Linked DNA regions of Drosophila melanogaster: region 2 is linked to region 1. The links are chromatin contacts, called in public Hi-C maps. All regions are on one chromosome and are shown on one strand. Each heading gives the region's core, a stretch centred on a gene start, on an enhancer-like site or on the middle of the called end of the contact. The rest is flanking DNA. Distances are from core to core; before and after follow the strand shown. Region 1 holds the start of CG11964. Region 2 holds the start of E(var)3-9 (Enhancer of variegation 3-9).

Region 1 (5,632 bases), core at 2,677-5,176:
ATGTCCAGATGCTGTTGAATCTGTATGACCTGTTCGTCAAGAAGGATGCCCTCTTGGTTGAGATCAACCCCTATGCCGAGGATGCCATGTCCGGCTGTAAGTTTAGTTATATATGTTCTCTTAAGCCATGTGTTGTGGTCTAATTCTAATGTCTGTCTCATCCTAACGAACTAACTCATTTGTGATTGTCATTGTACTGGATTTGATGTTTTCTGTCCAGGCTGTAAGTATATTTCACCAATAATAACCCTTTCCATTCATTAACCTATGTTTAAACCTAATGATTTGTAACAACTTTCAATGATTACCTGTAGTCTTCGCATTGGATGCTAAGCTGCGATTTGATGACAACGCCGAGTTTCGTCAGAAGGAGCTGTTTGCGCTGCGCGATTGGACCCAGGAGGATCCCAAGGAAGTCGAGGCTGCCAAATACAATCTGAACTACATTGCCCTGGATGGCACTATCGGCTGCATGGTGAACGGCGCCGGTCTGGCCATGGCCACCATGGATATCATTAAGTTGTATGGCGGTGAACCGGCCAATTTCCTGGATGTCGGTGGTGGTGCCACTGCCGAGGCGGTCAAGGCCGCCTTCAAGATCATCACTTCCGATCCGAAGGTGCTTTGCATTCTGGTCAACATCTTCGGTGGTATTATGCGTTGTGATGTCATTGCCGAGGGTATCATCTCCGCCACCAAGGATCTGAATCTGAACATGCCCGTGGTTGTGCGTCTTCAGGTGAGTTTTCATGGATGCATTTATCTGACTTGCTGAGATATGCTAAACAAAACTGGTTTGCATTGCAGGGAACCAAAGTCAAGGAGGCCCGCGAACTGATTCGTACATCTGGACTGAAGATTCTGGCCCGCGATGATCTAGATAAGGCTGCCGATCTCGCCGTGCACTTGGCGCAAATCGTCAAACTGGCCCGCGAAATGAAGATGGACGTGAACTTCGAGATTCCCGATGCCCAAAAGTAGATAGCTCCATCAGTTACCGGCTAAGTCAACACTCATAAGCACACGCAGACACAAAATGAAAGTCGACAAAAAAGTAGAACCAAAACCAAACATTTACTCTAGCCACACGTAAACTACTCAATGAAACTATGCCATCGGTTCGTAGTTAGAGCATTATGTATTCGTAACGATCGGTCGAACAATTGATGAATTAATTTTGCAAAAATGTTAAGTTTAAAGCTGTTTAAAGTCCTAAGGATATGTCATAGATAATTCGAATAATCGAGCAAGTTGAGTGTTCTCTTTGCACCTAAACAATTTCTATATTGTATCTTAAATAGTCAACAACATTAATTGCACGTGAATAATAGAAAATGGAAATGAAAATACGTTTTAATTGTGATTTTTGCAAAAGTTCATTTAAATTTTATTTATTGAAATGTGACCCTGCTTTTAAAGCAGATCCATCATCTTGTGTATTATCCTATTTAGTTTGCTTTAAATTAAAACACCAAACAATCATACACCGAACCTGGCTTTTGCGTTATTCAAAGACTGCTTAAAACAGTGCGTTTTAGTTCATTTTTAAATAGAGTCTTACTAACTTTAATCACTGCACCTTAGGGGCAAGGGCGATTGCAAGAAAGATCAAAAACAGCCCGACAGTAAAGGTGGCAAGAAGTCGGAGAAGAAAGATGACAAGAAATCTGATTGCACAAAAAAAGAGGAAAAGAAAAAGGAAGAAAAGAAAGACATTTGCGAAAAGAAAGGTAAAAAGTAAAGGGATACAAATTTTGTAATAAACAATGCAGGATCGAGCCGGATGTGTTTGAGACTTACACCATCAAAAAGAAGGAAGCCATTGTTTAAATTCAAAATCCAAATTTGCCACAAAAGTTTCATTGTTCAAAATTTTAATCTCAAATTTCAGATGTAAACTTCTGACCCGCCACATTTTTAAAGATTTTCATAATATTTATGTTTTGTTTATTGTGTGTTGAGCCTTAGAAACGATCGACTAGAGATAATATGTGGTTCTGCTCCTGTTCCCGCCAGTCGGTGTCGCCATCGCCCAGGTTGCCAGCGTATTCTGTGAATGAATTTGAAATTTGAACATCTAAGTTTTACTGGGCATTCCATTTGTGGTTTACCCCTCATTATGCTGCGAATGGTCTTCATGGAAGCGCCGCGCAAGTTAAGGATCTGCAGTACACGCTGCTTGACGGTGTCGCCAGTGGCACTGACCTCCAGCAGGATGTAGTCGATGCGCTGCAGCGTGAACAGCCCGCCGGTCAGTCGTTTTATATAGTTATTCTCCGCCTCCTCGTCCTCATCAATGGTGGGATCCTATGCCATGATATTGGTTTTCAATTGATTAGTTTATGGTTACACATAAAACTTCATTTCGTACCTTAGCCTGCTGATCGATCTCCTTGTCTATGGCTTCCACCTTGGCCAGATACTTGAGGTGCAGCTCCAGCAGGCGATCCACCTTCTCGTGATCATTCTCCGTGAACTTGGCCAACATTCGCTGGCGGTGTGTGCCCTTGCAGTTTCGCAACATTGATGCGATTACGGAGGTCACATGCTCCTCATGCTCATCGGCGGAGATTAGGCGCTGCTTGTTGCGCTTGGGGGTTTTCATAAAGAGTGGGAAGATGGTGCGCAAGCCGAGAATTTCGACAAACTTGTTGCAGTTGTCTCTGCCATCCTGGCCAGCCATGGCATGATCCAACACCTTGAGCGATCCATTTCTAGACATCTTCTTCTCGCGCAGCATTAGGTTCATCAGCTGCAGACCCTCGCCGCTGAGAAAACGATCGCGATTCTCGCGGGCCATCAGAGCGGAACAAAGGCAATTGAAGAGGTTCTGCATGTACTCCTGCTCCTCGTTGCTAGCGGGATCGTGTCTCTTGTAGACAGCCAGCTGCTGGAGCAGCACATCCACGCCATCCAGAGAACCCAGCAGTAATCGGTTCTCGTTCTCCGTTTGTATAAGTATGGAAAGTATCTCGCTGCAGTAGAGTTTGTTGGGATCGAAGGGCGACTTGCCGCGCAGCCGTTTCAGCAGCCAGGCGAGCAGTCCCTGTTCAGCGGCTTCCTTCACGAATTCCGAATCGATTTCGGTAAGATTTTCCACTATGGCCAGCGTATTATGCACGCCATCGGCTTCCTCCTTAACCTGTTCGTTCAGTCGCTCCAGATTCTGGACAAGCAGAGCACAGATTTGCTCTTTTCTCAGTGCTTCAATCAAGGATTCGGCACCCTCTTGACTTTCGCCCAGGATATCAACATCGGTCACTTCTTGCAGCAGATCTACCACGGCCACGGCTATGTCTGTGTTCTGATGTGCCAGCAGTTCGAGCAAACTGTGCAGGCCGTGCAGATCCACGAGAATTGGATACAGATCGGGCACCGTGGCCACGCCCTTCAGCTCCTGGATTACCGTGTGCAGCTCCACCTCGGAGTCCATGAACTTCTCGGGACTGTCGGCAAACTTGATGCGCATCTCCTGGTTCTTCAAGTTACGCTTCTCGAACACCAGTATCAGTTTCTTCAGGCTCTGCTCATCCAGAACATCGCCATCGGCCTCCTCGTTCTCCACGTACTTCAGGATGTTCAGGCGTTCCTCCTCTGTCAGTTCCGGATCGAATTCAAAGGCGGAAGTGCCACTGCCACCGGTGGCTCCTCCACTTTGCTTGACATAGTGTGCGGACTCCTTGGCATCGGCGATGCGCCGCATGCGTTTGGTTTTCTCATCGACACCGCCCCGTTTTCCGTGCGAGCTCGCCAAATCGAATTCATCGTCCTCGTCGTCGTGCGGACGCTTTGGCGTCTGTTCCGGCTACAGTTTGGAATGGTCCAGGTGCATGAATATCATTGGTATTATCCATATATTTACCTTAAACGCCAGCAGTTCGCCGATGTCCATTTTTGCGGGCCTTAAAAAACAATTAGTGCTGGAACGTTAGGCGATTCTTCAGCGATACTATCGAACGTGAACCGCACGTGAATGAAGATAGGTTCAGAACCATGATAAGCATGACTTAGCGGAGACTCAAGCCCTTTAACCCTTAGAAGGTGACATCATTATTTTGTTTGAATCATATTTAACTTCAAATTAATTCATAATTCTGATTTCAATTTGTGATTTAAATTTGTTATTACCTACATTTTATATAAATCAAAAATTAATTCAAATTTTAATTCGCTATTATATATTGCTTTTCGATATTTGTGCTCTTCAAATGTTACTTGAATTATAAGATTTTGTTTAAATAAATATATAATAATAATAATTACTAGGCAATTTTACAACATTTTATAAAGCAAAGCTAACAATCCTAAAAGAGCTTTAATAAGTTTAAAAACCTAGAATATGGTTTATAATTTCTGTATTCTTTAAATAATTAATACTTTTAATATGAAATTTAAAACTAGCAACTTGAACCCATTAAACATTTCTTTCGCCCACCCAGCCTCCCAAAAAGGGGCCTTTGGCTGTTTTAGCCCAGCGCCTGCGACTTTGACGACGAGTTTACATAAATTCCTAAAGGCCAAGCCCCAAAAATAAATTTACAACTGCTTTAAGCTCTGGCAATTCAACAAGTTGTTCGCGTCTATGAGTGTATGTGTGTGTGAGTGAGTGTGCGCTAGTGTGTGTGCTTTCTTCGAGCCAGTCTTTTTTTTTCAAGTCAGTTCGTCAGCGTGATTTGGCGTTGTTGTTGCTGCCTGTGCAGTTGCCATTGGTAGTGGTATTGGTATTAGTATTGTTGCTGTGGCTCCTGCCGCTTTTTTACTTTTTTCTGGCTTGTTTCATGCTGACCCACTTTTAGTGGCAATACGTGAGCCCGAACAGTGGGGCAAAACCTTAGTGAAAGCTTCGCTGTAAAAGAGCTTTAAAAATAGAAAATATATGGGAATTTTAAAGTGATCATATAAGCTATAGCTCAATTACGAAGAATAATAGAAAATATTTTAAAAATGAAATTACCTTATTTTCACTATATTTATAATTGTAAAAGTGCTTAGATTAAATTCAAAATAAATAATGAGTTTATGGATTTTGGCCACACTGTGCCGGGCAAAAAAGTCATAAACTGAATTGCCAACAGGTTATGGCGACTACCACGAAGACGACGGATGGCTTGTTTGCTGTTTTTGTTGCTGCGGCTCGACTGCGGCGGAGTAGTAAAAAGGGCCATGACAGTGACACTTTGAAGTTTGAGGTTAAATCGTCAATGTTGTTGCCTTGGTCTTGCTCTCTGGCTGGCATTGGTTGCTGTGTGGATGTGGATGGGGCTGTCTCACTTGGGGAATATACCCATAATATTTTGTGAGGCATTATTGTACCGCACATCGAATGCTGCCTTGCACTGCACTCCATTCAAAAGACTTAGGCAGCGAACTTGGAAAGAAATTACTTTGAACTCACGCATGCTCGCACGTTTTTTATGTTTTTCTTATTAATTATTTTTTTTTTTTGCCTGCCTGTTTTGCCGCATCTACACTCACACACGAGCTGGGATTTGAAAAGTGAAATTTCAAAGTAGAACAAGCGGCAACGGCAGCAACAACGCCGCACGTTTGGAGGTTCCAATAAAAATGGGGTCACTTGTCGTTGGCCAGTCGGTTGAAGTAGTAGAGCCCCCCCCCCCCTCTACCGAAAGCC
Region 2 (5,086 bases), core at 1,499-3,998, 48 kb after region 1:
CCGGGACTGCAGGGCATGAACCTAAAGCCACTGTCCAGCTTAAAAGTGATACCCATGGCTGCAGCATCGGCAAGTGGGGCAGCGGTAGGAGGAAAAATCTCTGTGACCACGGCAGCCGGCGAAACAGGAGCAAAAACGCTGACTACAAAACTAATACCGGCTACGGTTCTCAAGACGGCCACAGGGAGTGGCAACTAGGAGGCTCAGGAGCGGAGAGGCTTGGTAACCACGTTGAATATCCTTACCGGTTACACTTTCTTCGATTTTGTTTAAACAACACTTGTAATTTATCTATGTAAGCAGAAAGATCGCAAATATTGCTTTGTACTAAGTAAATATAATGGACAACGATAAGATGTCCCATCCAGCAACCAATTTTATGGAACAGTTTATAAAAAATAATATATATATATATATATACAGACCCAATAAAACTCAGATGAAACCAGAAGGGCCATGTTTATTTGCAATACAAAAACCAATGTGCTTTGCATTTTTCCAACTCTGTATGGATAAAAGGCAAATGCAAAATGGTTTCTATTTTATTAAACATTAAAATTCGAATGTAAGTACTTCGCCAACCAATTATATAAAAATAAGAAAATTTAAATAACAAATTTCAACGTTTGCATTTGGCAGGCCAGTGGAAAATGATAAGATGCACAATACTCTTACATTTTTAGAAAAATGAAATTAATATGGAATAATGGCTATACGCTAGAAACGATACTAACCCTTATGCTGCTTAAGATGTCTGTTAAGCTTAATTTTTAAGTCAAAGGATCTGCCGCAAATGTAGCACGAGATGTACGCTTTTTCTGGCACCTGTTGGACAGGAGAGCTGTCATTAGAGGTCGCTGAAGTCCTGCTCTCCTGCTGGGCAGTGCTATCTAATTGAGAAGAAGACTCTAGGACGACTCTTTCTTTGGACTCGATGGTTTGCTTCTTGGTTATCTTTGCAATGGGCGACGTAGGTATTTCCTGCGTGGTCTTTCTCACTAATGACTGGTTGTCTGAAGAGCGACGCCTCTTTCTTGTCTGTGTGTGAGTGGCCAGCACATGAGCCTGCAGCTGCTGGGCCTTCTCGAATGTGTCGCTGCAATATGAGCACTTAGTGACACTTTCAGTTGGCTCGGTTGACGGTGAAGCTACATCTGCTACATCAGGAACTTCTCCGTTTGCAGGTGGGCCCATTGGACATTGAATGTCCGCATGATTGGAAGTCTCTATTGAAGGAACACTGGAGTTTTCGGTTACATTAGAATCTTCAGGAACAGTGGATTCCCCAGGAATATTTGAGCCCTCAGAAGCCGTGGTGACTTCGGCGACACTGCTTTCCAGTGAAGATAAATGTTGAGATTGAAGGTTAACTGGAAGCTGCTCCAATTTTTTCAGTTGCTGGGCAAGTTCGGCTTCACCCTCTGGGCATTAAGTGTAAAGTTATAAACAAATAAAACCGTTGTAATTCTTCTTACTGACCTTCTAAGTGCTTTTTCAAATGTGCGTGTAGAGTGGCGTTTTTCACAGCTGCAAAGGTAAATGTGATTAATCCGATAAATTAGTTTTATAAGTGAGAATATTGAACTCACTTTTTCCACAGTATGTGCACTTTGTGCGTACGTGCACTGCCTGCTTGTGCTCCTTGAGAGTCTCCTTGGAGCTGCAGATGAACCCGCAAACGGGACACTTAACGTGCCGCTGTAGCTTGTGATACTTGATGTGAAACTTGATGCGCGATTCTTGGGCATTTGTGAACTTTTTGCCGCAAATATGGCATTCCCAGTCCTTGAGGAGATGGGTGCGGCGCATGTGCTCCATATGCGCATCCTGGTCGGGGGATTCGTAAAAGCATAGCTTACAACACACAACCGGCGAGTAAAGCGGGGGCGGAAGCGGGGCTGCCGCATCGTTGTCATCATCGTATGTAAATCTGACTATCTCCTCCTCCTCCTCCTCCTCATCTTCGGTGCCATCGTCGACCGTCCCGGAGAGATCCTCAATAGACGGTCCTAACATGCCGGACGTTAACGCATCGTTGTCTATCATGTCGAATCTGGAGTCGACTGGCGACGCAAAATTTTTGGGTTCGGGTGGCTGAAACTTGTCACTGTTCTGTAATGGCACTCGGGCCATGTGTTCCTCCTTAATGGGCACATGCGGTATGTCGAAGACGGCACACACGCGTCTACTACCGTCCTCGTCGCTGTTATCCTCCTCGTCGGTATCCAGATATATAAATCCGCAGAATTTCTCTTCCTCCGGCTCAATTTCCCGTTTAATAACGATGCCATTATGTTCGCGCTGGTACTCGAGCTCGCCGAACTGCTCCTGTGTCTCCACACAGCTGCGCTTGAATTTAATCAGCCGGTGAAACTCGGCAATGCAAGCGATGCACATGTACTGCGGTCGTCCGTCTTCCCTCGCAACCTTTGGGACATAAGTTAGGTACACATAGTACGATTCCACTACTACCAACCTTTATGTTCCAATCATTCATTTGCTCGAGAATCTCCGCCATATCTGCGACGGCGGCGTCATCCGAACCGAAAATGGGCTTCACAATCGCCTGGTCCATGTCCATTCCCATGGTAAAGTAAATTCCGCAAGTCCGGCAGGGTTCGATGGAGTCCTCATTGAAGCCATTCAGATCCGCACTGAACTCCATGGTGCGCTAGCATATATTCAATTTTTACAGGAATCCGTTCCACAAAGCGACCATTTTCCTTTTTGTTATTCTGTGAAATTGGAGGTGGAGCATCTTGGACAGTGTTGCAAAATTATACCCGTCGGTCGATAGTGAAGGATTGTGGGTGGTAGTGATGCTGGCAGTATCTAATTATCTAGATACTACCGATAATAGCTAGATCTTTAGCTTTAAAAAAAACCTTATCCAAAACAGCATTGCAGATTATTTATAATGTTTCTTTGTGTTACGTAACTACTCAAAAACTCATAGCAAGAAGTTCTTAAACCCAAAAATATCCCGATTTAGCGGATCGTCTTTCCTCATTGAAAGTTATCGATTCACCGCCCGGCCACTTTTCGACGATACTCAACACTGTGTCATTGTTTTTATACGAAAAAACACAATCATCCGCCGTCCGAGCAATTGTTTTCCTGCCTGCCCAGCAACTGTATTGAAAATCACCAGAGCCCGGGCTTCCAGCATCCCCGGAGAGTGCAATGAACCTCACAGAGCAAAACCCATATGGAAACGGGCTGCTCTACGCAGCCTTCAATCAAGACCAAGGTACGTACATATGTGCGGATGTGTGTTATTTACATATACACGATACACCTTATCGGTATAATATAACTGGCCTTTTGCGTTGCAGGATGCTTCGCGTGCGCGACGGACACCGGATTCCGGGTCTACAACTGTGATCCGCTGAAGGAGAAGGAGCGCCAATACTTTCCAGAGGGTATGATTGTCAAAAAAAGAGTGCGGGAGACTCCCACGGCCTAAAACAAATTCCATTGTCTACAATTCCGATTCAGGTGGTCTCAGCCATGTGGAGATGCTGTTTCGTTGCAATTACTTAGCCCTGGTTGGAGGCGGCATCCGGCCGCTGTACCCGCCCAACAAGGTGATCGTGTGGGATGACCTGAAGAAGTCCCCGGCCATATCGCTGGACTTCAATCAGCCCGTGCGGGCGGTACGACTGCGTCGGGATCGCATCGTGGTCGTGTTGGAGGGCGTGATTAAGGTGTTCACCTTCACTCAGCAACCACAGCAGCTGCACGTCTTTGAGACCAGCTCAAATCCCAACGGGCTGTGTGTGCTGTGCCCGCACAGCAATAAGAGCCTCCTCGCATTCCCCGGCCGTCGAACTGGCCACGTTCAAATTGTTGATCTGGCCAACACAGAGCGGGCGCCGCTTGAGGTGATCGCCCACGAGGCTGGTATCAGCTGTATTGCCCTTAATCTGCAAGGCACGCGACTAGCCACCGCCGGGGAAAAGGGCACCCTCATCCGTATCTTCGATACGGAAAGTGGCAAGAAGGTATCAGAGCTGAGGCGCGGAAGCAACCACGCCAACATATTCTGCATCAACTTTAACCACCAGTCCACAATGGTGGTCGTCGCCTCCGATCATGGCACCATACACGTCTTCAACCTGGAGGACAACAAGCCCCGTGAATCCTCGCTGCCCATAATACCCAAGTATTTCTCGAGCCAGTGGAGTTTTGTCAAGTTTTCAATACCCCAGGGACCTCGATGTGTATGTGCCTTTGGCGCCGATCCTAATTCGGTTGTGGGTAAGTTGGAAATGGAGTGGATCCTTCCCTGAGATTTCTTTAATCGACATTTGTTCTCTTATACAGCCATTTGTGCAGACGGCCACTATTATAAATTCCTATTTAACAATAAAGGCGAGTGCAGTCGAGACATCTGCACACAATTCCTTGAGCTGCAAGACGATGAGACCTAGAAACAAATCCGATTGTTGCGAACGCCTTTGATGCATCTATACAATTATATATCTCCATGGAAATGTGTTATACAATATTACTTATAAGCATGCTTTAAAATACGTTAAAAGTCGAGTTCACATAAATGTAGTTATACCTTGAGACATGATTGTGGATATTTTATATTTTATTTGAAACATAAACCGATAATCCAACATGCTCATTTAATTTTACTTTAGCCTTCATTTTATGCATTGTTACGCCAATTGTAACTTTAAAAGCTGAAAAAGGTTTTTGTTTTATTTCCCCACTGAGAAATTAAGATTTACTTATTAATTTTAAATGAACTTGAGCTTATCGTTTTTGTTGGCACTACATTTTTTTATAATTTTAAGGGACATTACTCATTTTCATTACCATTGCCGTCGGTAATAGTGCATAGTTTTTTCTGATAAGTAAACCTTTGCAAGAAATGCTATTATTGTTATCCACGAACGTTTAAAGGTTTTTAGATAGAGGTTGGTAGTGAATCATTACAAAGACTACTTGAACCTAAAAATAAAATAGACGAAACCCATTTCGAATTAAACATGTTACATAAAAACCACGTCATATACATAAAACTAAATTGTTAAGTTTATTTCTCAGAAATATCACTGGAATGTTAAGCACT

The links. A called contact is a pair of places that touch in the nucleus more often than the background predicts.
Region 2: a contact with region 1 is called in a Hi-C map of the S2 cell line, with 2.1 times the contacts expected there. The contact joins the promoter of E(var)3-9 here to the promoter of CG11964 in region 1. A contact is called at or near these places in 21 of 107 Hi-C or Micro-C datasets (the Clone 8 cell line, the Kc167 cell line, the ML-DmBG3-c2 cell line and 9 more) and 2 of 6 datasets of contacts at active chromatin or transcription factors (the Kc167 cell line and the S2 cell line).

Annotation. Positions count from the first base shown.
Region 1 is chr3R:8,941,094-8,946,725 of dm6, forward strand. It overlaps CG11964, which reads right to left and starts at 3,927. Exons shown (of 4, transcript NM_141590.4): 1 at 3,863-3,927; 2 at 2,372-3,805; 3 at 2,112-2,307; 4 at 1,861-2,050. The coding sequence starts at 3,892. The coding sequence ends at 1,965. It overlaps ScsbetaA (Succinyl-coenzyme A synthetase beta subunit, ADP-forming), which reads left to right. Exons shown (of 9, transcript NM_141589.4): 6 at 1-96; 7 at 315-739; 8 at 808-977; 9 at 1,585-1,934. The coding sequence ends at 1,741.
Region 2 is chr3R:8,990,201-8,995,286 of dm6, forward strand. E(var)3-9 (Enhancer of variegation 3-9) reads right to left here and starts at 2,749. Exons shown (of 4, transcript NM_141595.3): 1 at 2,477-2,749; 2 at 1,590-2,427; 3 at 1,480-1,527; 4 at 445-1,421. The coding sequence starts at 2,665. The coding sequence ends at 730. It overlaps CG11975, which reads left to right and starts at 3,053. Exons shown (of 4, transcript NM_001275465.1): 1 at 3,053-3,250; 2 at 3,336-3,422; 3 at 3,499-4,260; 4 at 4,327-5,012. The coding sequence starts at 3,184. The coding sequence ends at 4,433. It overlaps CG11970, which reads left to right. Exons shown (of 4, transcript NM_001300314.1): 4 at 1-449. The coding sequence ends at 198. CG31100 reads right to left here. Exons shown (of 6, transcript NM_001275466.1): 6 at 5,029-5,086.